Regions from separate parts of the Mus musculus genome. Here region 2 is linked to region 1. A link is a contact called in public HiChIP or PLAC-seq data. All regions are on one chromosome and are shown on one strand. Each heading gives the region's core, a stretch centred on a gene start, on an enhancer-like site or on the middle of the called end of the contact. The rest is flanking DNA. Distances are from core to core; before and after follow the strand shown.

Evidence for each region. HiChIP or PLAC-seq counts read pairs in DNA pulled down with a chosen protein or histone mark.
Region 2: a contact with region 1 is called in an H3K27ac HiChIP or PLAC-seq map of microglia, with 2.7 times the contacts expected there. The contact joins the enhancer-like site here to the promoter of Olfr110 in region 1. A contact is called at or near these places in 1 of 39 promoter capture datasets (liver), 4 of 484 Hi-C or Micro-C datasets (the G1E-ER4 cell line, cerebral cortex, liver and 1 more), 3 of 115 datasets of contacts at active chromatin or transcription factors (embryonic stem cells, microglia and neural progenitor cells) and 2 of 9 other capture datasets (adipose tissue and liver).

Annotation. Positions count from the first base shown.
Region 1 is chr17:37,490,532-37,494,337 of GRCm38.p6, forward strand. Olfr110 (olfactory receptor 110) reads left to right here and starts at 1,937. Exons shown (of 2, transcript NM_146328.2): 1 at 1,937-1,966.
Region 2 is chr17:37,541,653-37,545,806 of GRCm38.p6, forward strand. No RefSeq gene overlaps it. Among named protein-coding and RNA genes, the nearest start is that of Olfr111, 14 kb to the left of the region's middle. Within about 2 kb of position 2,634, at least 4 of the 459 cell types and tissues checked have an H3K27ac peak or open chromatin away from gene starts, as enhancers often do. A contact at or near this core is called in microglia, where this site is marked.

The DNA of each region.
Region 1 (3,806 bases), core at 687-3,186:
CCGACCAGAAGGAGCCTGTTGGGTTATGCAGGGCTCCTGTGTCTTTGCTACTGCTGTTACATGCCTGTCACGATTGGTTTGGAACAGATGTTGCCTTACACTCACCAATGATCCTAAGATCTTGGGAGTGCTCTGGCACCTGCAGCGTGGAGAATCCTCTGGGGACCGTAGGACCATTTGCCATGTTCCTGTCCAAGGTGTCCTGGACCTGGCCAGCCATTTTTATTATGTTAATTTTGACAATCCATGATCGTGGGAGATCTCTCCATTTTTAGAGGGTTTTTGTTGTTGTTGTTGTTGTTTGTTTGTTTTATTTTGTATTTTTTGGAGACACTTGAAGTTATTGTCATACAGATCTTTCACTTGTTTAGTTAAAGTTACCCAAAGATAATTTATAGTATTTTTGCTACTGTGAAGGGAGTTGGGAGTTATTTTCCGAATTTCTTTCTCAGCCTATTTATCATTTGTTTAAAGAAAGGCTATTGATTTATTTGAGTTAATTTTATATCCAGCCACTTTGTTGGAGTTATTTATCAGCTACAGAAGTTCTCTGGTAGAATTTTTGGGAACAATCCAGAAGATACCTTAGACCTGGGAGATAAGAGACACTCAGGACTCAAGGGGAGGGACCTTAGATGAAATGGCCTACAGTGGGGAGAGGGAACTTGTAGAGCTGATCACCAGCAGAAAGACAGGGTATCAAGTGAGAGATGGGGTTGCGATCTCATAGTCAAAACTCTGGCCCATACTTCTTTCTGTCTGAAAGTACTGCGAGGATAGAAATGTCGAGACATCTGAGAAAAAAAAAATGGTCCAGCTACAAGCCTAAAGTGCGATCCAGCTCAAGGGGAGGCTCCAAGGTCTGACTCTATTCCTGAGGCTATGGAGCACTCACAAAAGTGATCTATCATGATTGCCCTCTGAAAGGCCCAAAAAGTAGCTGAAAAAGTCGGATGCAGATATTTTCACCCAGGACAGAAGCTGCTGATCCCTGTGGTTGAATTAAGGAAGAGCCAGAAGATTCTGAGGAGGAGGGTGACCCTGTAGAACAAAGAACAGTCTCGATTAACCTGGGCCCCCAAGACCTCTCAAAGAGTGAATGCTGTTTGAGGACAGATAGTCATAGTATGTTAGTGTCAGGGCTCCATTTTCTTAGGAAATTTTACTCATTTTGTATATCAGAACTACTGCTTGGTATCAGTGAACTTTGCAGCCCATGGGTTAGACAAATTTTCACCTGCTCTTTGGTGTCCCAGTTTACATACCCAGTAGGATCAAATGTCCAAAACAAGAGAGGATAAAATAGGAAATATTTTATCTTCCTGTATCAGAGGAATAAAATAGGAACATTGAGCTCAGCATTAGATGGGGAGACATAAAGGGTCTAGGCACTATGTTAAATTTTTATATGTCTTCTTTGTAAAGGAATACCTTAGTCACAATTTAAATGTAAAACAAACCCACAGCTTTATTTTCAAGAAGAAATTTGCAGCTCAGAGAATCCTAAAATTTCCTCAGAGTGGCAGTTGAGGAAGAGAAAAGGGGAAGTGTGGGGAGGTGGTTCAGTGTTCTGTGCTGGCATGGTTTTCTCACTTTCTCACAGTGTGAGACAAGAGACAGACACTTGAGCACAGTCGTGATACCAGTTTCAGAAAGCAAAGTCAGGAGACCTTGAAGTCACAGTAGGGAAGAAGGAAATCTGAAATAACTTTGGTCAGCTCAGTTCCACATAAAGCCACAGTCTCATCTTTGGACAAAAATAGGAAAAACCAAACCAAACTAAGATGTGGGACTTGCTATGTCTGGAGGGTATTGTCCTATGAATTTGCCTGCAGAGACTAAGGTAGCTCTTGGCACTCTTAGATTCTCCAGGGATATTATTCTGCATCTCTTAAGAGCAGTCCTATGGCAGCAGCTCTTAGAGTCTGTATGGTGATTTCTGTTGAATATTTTTGATAGCAGCTAAGTAAGTAGTTTTTCTTTGTATAGCTATAACTCCAATACTTTTAGAGATTAACTTTTCTGTCTTGACCTTTTGATGCTGGGAAAGGAAGGCATAAGGGCCAGAGGACTGCCAAGCTAAAGTATCCAAACTTTCTGTCCCAAAATGTGAGAGGCAGGAATGGGATGTTTGTGCAAACTGGGGGACAGGGGGAGAGATGTATTTAATTTGGTTAATTTCTATATAATAGGTCTTTGTTAGCCTGCTGATTCCTTATTCAATAAAGGAATTAATGGGTGGAATGCAGAAAACAGTCAGGAGGATACTTTGTGTTTCTCACAATAATTGTCTGATACTGTTGCATCTATCACTTATTATTAAACTCTTGTGTTAAGATTTTACATGGTATTTTTAATGTGTTTTCAGTGACAGGTAATTGATAATACACTTTTCACCAGTGCTTTACAAAAGATATAGTTTAGATGACCTGGACTATATAAAGATTCTGTATTTCTAAGGCTGTTGTCTTGAGTACATTCTTTAAAGAGAGATATTAGATTCCTTAAACATGAAAGTTCCTCAAAAGAGAGGAAACTTTTTGCTTAAACGTTTTTGAAAAATATTCCCTGTGGGTGCTTAAAAACTGTTCTTGAGTTCTCACCATGCAGGATTCCTAAAAATAAAATTAAAAAAATAAATCTGTTTTCTTTCTTCTTGTGTTATATGGTCTAGTTTTTCAAGAGGATAAAAAAGGTCACTTTCTCTGTACTTCTGAGTGAGCATTTGTTTTTTGACTTATTGTGCTCAAGCTGTTTGGTGCCGACTTAGCCTACTTCATTTAGGAAATACTTATAAAATTCTGTTCTAGTTTTGGAAAGAGAAATGTTTGTGATTTTAGTGTGGACTTGTTAACTGTGTGACCTTAATAATTCTTTATTTAGATAAATTTTTTAACTCCTCTGGTTTCTATGAGAATAATGATATGATTTTTAGGAACTTTCAGCATTCTGACCATGTAAAAGACAAGAACTTTTCTATCCTTTTCTTTTCTTCCTTCCTTCCTTCCTTCCTTCCTTCCTTCCTTCCTTCCTTCCTTCCTTCCTTCCTTCCTTCCTTCCCTCCTCCTTCTTCTTCTTCTTCTTCTTCTTCTTCTTCTTCTTCTTCTTCTTCTTCTTCTTCTTCTTCTCTCTCTCTCTCTCTCTCTCTCTCTCTCTCTCTTTCTTTCTTTCTTTCTTTCTTTCTTGGAAATATTTACTAGTGTCTGTCATTCCAAAAGGGTTGGGTTATTGCTGAATGTTTTAACACAAATGTTCATTACTTTACTAGAAACTGCATAAGAAGGGGTATGTACTCTGAAAAGATTTATCACCAGAATAGGCAATGAAAGTCAGAAAAATAAACAGATTATACTTAGGTTTCATAGTTGATCTTGAACCAAAGGCCCCAGAGTCCTCAAGATGGGAGAAACATCATTTTGTAATTGAATCTAAAGGTGTCATGTAAATTAAGGTTTGAACAAATAGAGATTGACATACAGAAATAGGGTTAGGAAGACACATACAGGTTGTGTGTCTATAAATACTAGACTTATGAAGCCTGTCTTGGGAAAACTGTCAAGGCTGTAACCCTAGTGGAGAAATATTCATGGTTTCAGTTATTCTACGTATCTGCTTTACCATGTGAGAGCTTGCTGATGGACTAGAACAAAGGAGAGAAGTTCTCAGAGCACAGTATTCTTGGTGTGAGACAAGGTGTCAAAACCTATGTGCCTCAGGGCCTTAATTTGCTCTGAGTGTGAAACTGAAGAGGGAAGAGAACTGTCACCCTGTAGCTCCCTATGTCACTAGGCTCTAGATTGCTGATA
Region 2 (4,154 bases), core at 1,384-3,883, 52 kb after region 1:
TTTGTTTTGCTCTGTTCTAATGGAAATGTAGCTCTATAGCTTGAATTCATAGCTTCTGCTCCTTTAGTACTGTTCCCACTTAAACCCATGCTTCTGCTACCATGAAATTGGATGGGCATGGAAACAAAACAACAAAACAACAATAAACCATAAGTGAAGAATATAATGAGATTTGAATCATAATGCCTGTTGTGTTTTATAAAAAGATAGGGAAGGAAGACATATGTTTGGTGGAGGCCTGGTAAGGTGTGGGGGAGTGGGTGCCCCTGCGGGGGCCCTGCTGGGGCTTCCCTTTCCCCGAGGGAATAGTCACGTAATATAGTATAGAATAGACAGTACAGTATAAAATAGAGTTTATTCCAGGGATGGAGAGAAGAGTTGAGAGAAAGGCACAGAAAGAGAGAGAGAGAGAGAGAGAGAGAGAGAGAGAGAGAGAGAGAGAGAGAGAGAGAGAGAACGAATTGAAGCATAAAGGCAGGCCATGAGCTCCTGGAGAGAGAGGGGAAGCAGTAGCAAGATGAGAGAGCAAGAGCAAGAGATCAAGAGAAAAAGGAAGATGAGAGAACAAGAACAAGAGAGCAAGAGAAAGAGGAGGGGGCATGCATCACCTTTTATAGTGAGTCAGGCCTACCTGGCTGTTGCTAGGTAACTGTGGGGCAGAGCCTAGACTAAATGCTAACAATATCCTTTTCTCTTGGTGGTCAGCCTGAGAGTCTTTGGACATGTCTTGCAATATCATCTCCTTTTTGGGTCTCTTGTTTATTGCTCTGTGGCTTTGAACTTGAGAATCTCCATAATCAAGTGAGCCAATATCCTAAAATACCCACTGTCTCACATGCACACTCATTTGTACCCTGGTTCTGTTTCAAAACCATTGCAGAAACACATTTTGCCTTCTGACTTCCTGCTTTAGAGTATAAGAATTGCTTTTCAGGTTTGGAGTTAGAGGTCTCTTTCTAGAGTTGACTCTCCCTCTGCTGTAGAGCTAGCTATGATATTATTGTCATTCTGGTTGTGTTAGATCTTAGTGTGAGAGACAATGGAAACCTCTGGTGGTTCTTTAAACTCTTGTGGTTTTCCTCGATTTGGCTGCTCATGTACACTTTCCAACTTGCTCAAGCATGTTCTTTAGGTTGCTCAGGATTTATACCTGCTTACTGTGAAATAGTTAGACGAAGTGTAATTGTGTTACCAGTAATTAGAGCCTATGCTTTTATATTTTAAAACTTTAAATGAAATAAAATAGCCAGTGGTTATTTTTCTCAGATGTAGTTTCCCATCCTGTTTTAAATCCAGTGATCTTTGAGATCACTGGCCACATAAACAGCTATGAAAATAGGCCCTGAACACATACCCTGATTAGTCTGGCAGATGGAAGACATGGGTTTTCAGTTGGATAAAATATAACTAAATCCCAGCACAATTTCTGTAATGGCTTTCTTTTTGTAAAATGAACTAATTGAAAAGGAAAATAAAGAGCAAAAGTACTTTAAAGTAATTTTGGAAAATAACACATGGTTATTGTGTTAACTGACTTATGACAGCTACTTCTAGAAGGTTTATTGTTTGTGATTCTTCTTAATATGGCTAGTTCATATGTCAACCCATTTAACATTCATAGCAGCAGGGAGGTCCTGCAACTCTAATCATTACTGATAAACAGTTGCATTCTAGAATTGTTACCCAGGCCAGAGTTGTTTCTTTTGGTCACATTCCTAATGAGTGGGGAGACATTGTCTATATGCACACAATTTTATTAAAATTCTGTACTCTTTATTTGTACTACACATTTTGGCTTCTGAATTCCTGCTTTAGAGCATAAGAATTGCTTTTAATATAAATGTGTAGCATTTCAACTACTTTATATTGAAAGTTAAAAACAGAGATTATTGGCTTGGGTTTTTTGTTTGTTTGTTTTTAGTTTAGTTTTGTTTTTGAGGCAGGGTTTTTCTGTGTAACTCTGGTTGTCCTGGAACTCTCTCTGTAGACCAGGATGGCCTTAAACTCAAAGATCTGCCTGCCTCTGCCACTTGAGTGCTGGATTAAGGACATACACTACCACTAATTAACCATAACCATTATGCAATACTGATCATTGCATAATGAAATATTTAAAAATTACAAGACTGAATAAATCTACTAGAAATATTTTATTATATTATTACATTAATATCATTATTTTAATTTAACCTATTTAAACACAAAACAAAGAATTAAACAATTTGGAATTTGAATCCTTCATTCTAGTTTAAAGTGGAGGTCACTAGCACAGTCTTTCTAAGACGCTGCTAATCTTCATTGAGAGTCTATGTTCTCTGACATTTGTATTGGGAAATAATGCACTTACTCTACACAGAGCAAAGCACAGCTGATTAGAGCCCTCAGTTTTCACTTTTCCTGCAATTAGAAATGGTCTCCTGGAAATTTGCTGTTGTAGAAAAAGTTTTGCTCTACCAGTGGGTCCCTTGGGAGCTCATTAGGAAACTCTCAGACAATCATGTTATTAAAACGCTACAAATGTTTTAATAAGGTCAGCAAATGCATAATTGCTAAGGTTCAAAACTGTCCTCTGTAGAGGAAGGCGATTCAATAGGTCACATGCTAATTCCCAGAGTTCTCCCTGAGGGGCAGCTTCCTTGTTAAGTAGCCCTGATGCCTCTGTCTCAATTTTGCTGTATAGTTCCAGCAATTACTCCCAGAAGAAGCCTTTGGGAGTGAGCCACTTAATAACAATAGTGAGATAAACTCTCAGAAAGTTCAAGCTCTCCTTAGGGAAAAATAAGTAGGTGACTGTGCACAAACCCCCAGTCATTTCTGTAGAAAACGGAAGAAAATTAAAGAAACCACAAAGCAGCTTACTTTTTCATTAAGGTTACTATCCCAGAATGAATATGAATTAGAACCTTATTGGTAGGAAATACATACATGTATACAGAAGTTTGTGTAAATATATGTATCACCATACCAAATGAACAAATTTTACATATGTGTGTATGCAAATGTGTACATGCACTTATTTATTTTCTTATTCATTTATTGCATTTAGTATGTTATTTAGATACACTAAAGAATTGTTATAACAGTTGTGCCATAATTATTTCCTGCTGATGTAATAAGATACCCTGAAAAGAGCTACTAAAAGAAGGAATCACCAAACCCAGACACAATTGTGGATGCCAACAAGTGCTTGCTGGCAGGAGCCTGATATAGCTGTCTCCTGAGAGGCTCTGCCAGTGCTTGACAAAAACAAAAGTGGATGCTCACAACCAACCATTCGACTAAGCACAGGTTCCCCAATGAAGGAGCTAGAGAAATTATCCAATAGTTGAAGGGGTTTACAGCTCCATAGGAGAAACAACAATATGAACTAACCAGTACCCGAAGAGCTCCCAGGGACTAAACTACTAACTAAAAAGTACATATGGTAGGACTCATGACTCCAGCTACATATGCAGGGGTAATGGGGGAGGGAGTAGGGGGAGGGGGGTTTCTGAGGGAGATCAGGAAAGGGGATAACATTTGAAATGTAAATATAGAAAATATCTAATAAAACAAAAACTAGAAAAGACAAAAGAAAAAAAGAAGGAAGGGATGTTAGTCAGAGATTTTATAAGAATATCAGCTGAAAAAGAATATTAGATTGGCTTGCATGGTGTGGTGAGAATAGTCTAACAATGGCTATCTTCACACTAGAAAGGCTGAGCTTGGTAGATGCTCAGTTCAGGAGACTGTGAGATGGATGTCTCAGTAGTCTCAGTCTGGCACTGGGGATTCTTGGAGATTCTAATATATTTAGTTCATGTTGGACAGCCAGAGGCTGAGTTTCAATGTCAGCAAAGGATGACAACAGCAGAAGCAGGTTAGATAAACTTAAAAACAGAAAATTACCTTAATTCCATATACAGTTTAAGTCATCAACCAGGATTAATCATCACAGAAAAGTATATTTGGCCACAGTTGCAGGCTATAGTGTATCTTTTTCATGAAATCCTGGTGGTGGAACTTTGGAGCATTTGGGCACATTGTATCAGAGAGTGATGAAATCTTGTGCCACCTCAGTTCCTTGCTTCTCAGGGTCCAGGACCCAAACTCAGGGAATAGTACTGCCCACTTTAGGGTGGGTCTTCTCACCTCAATTAACTTAATCAAAGTAA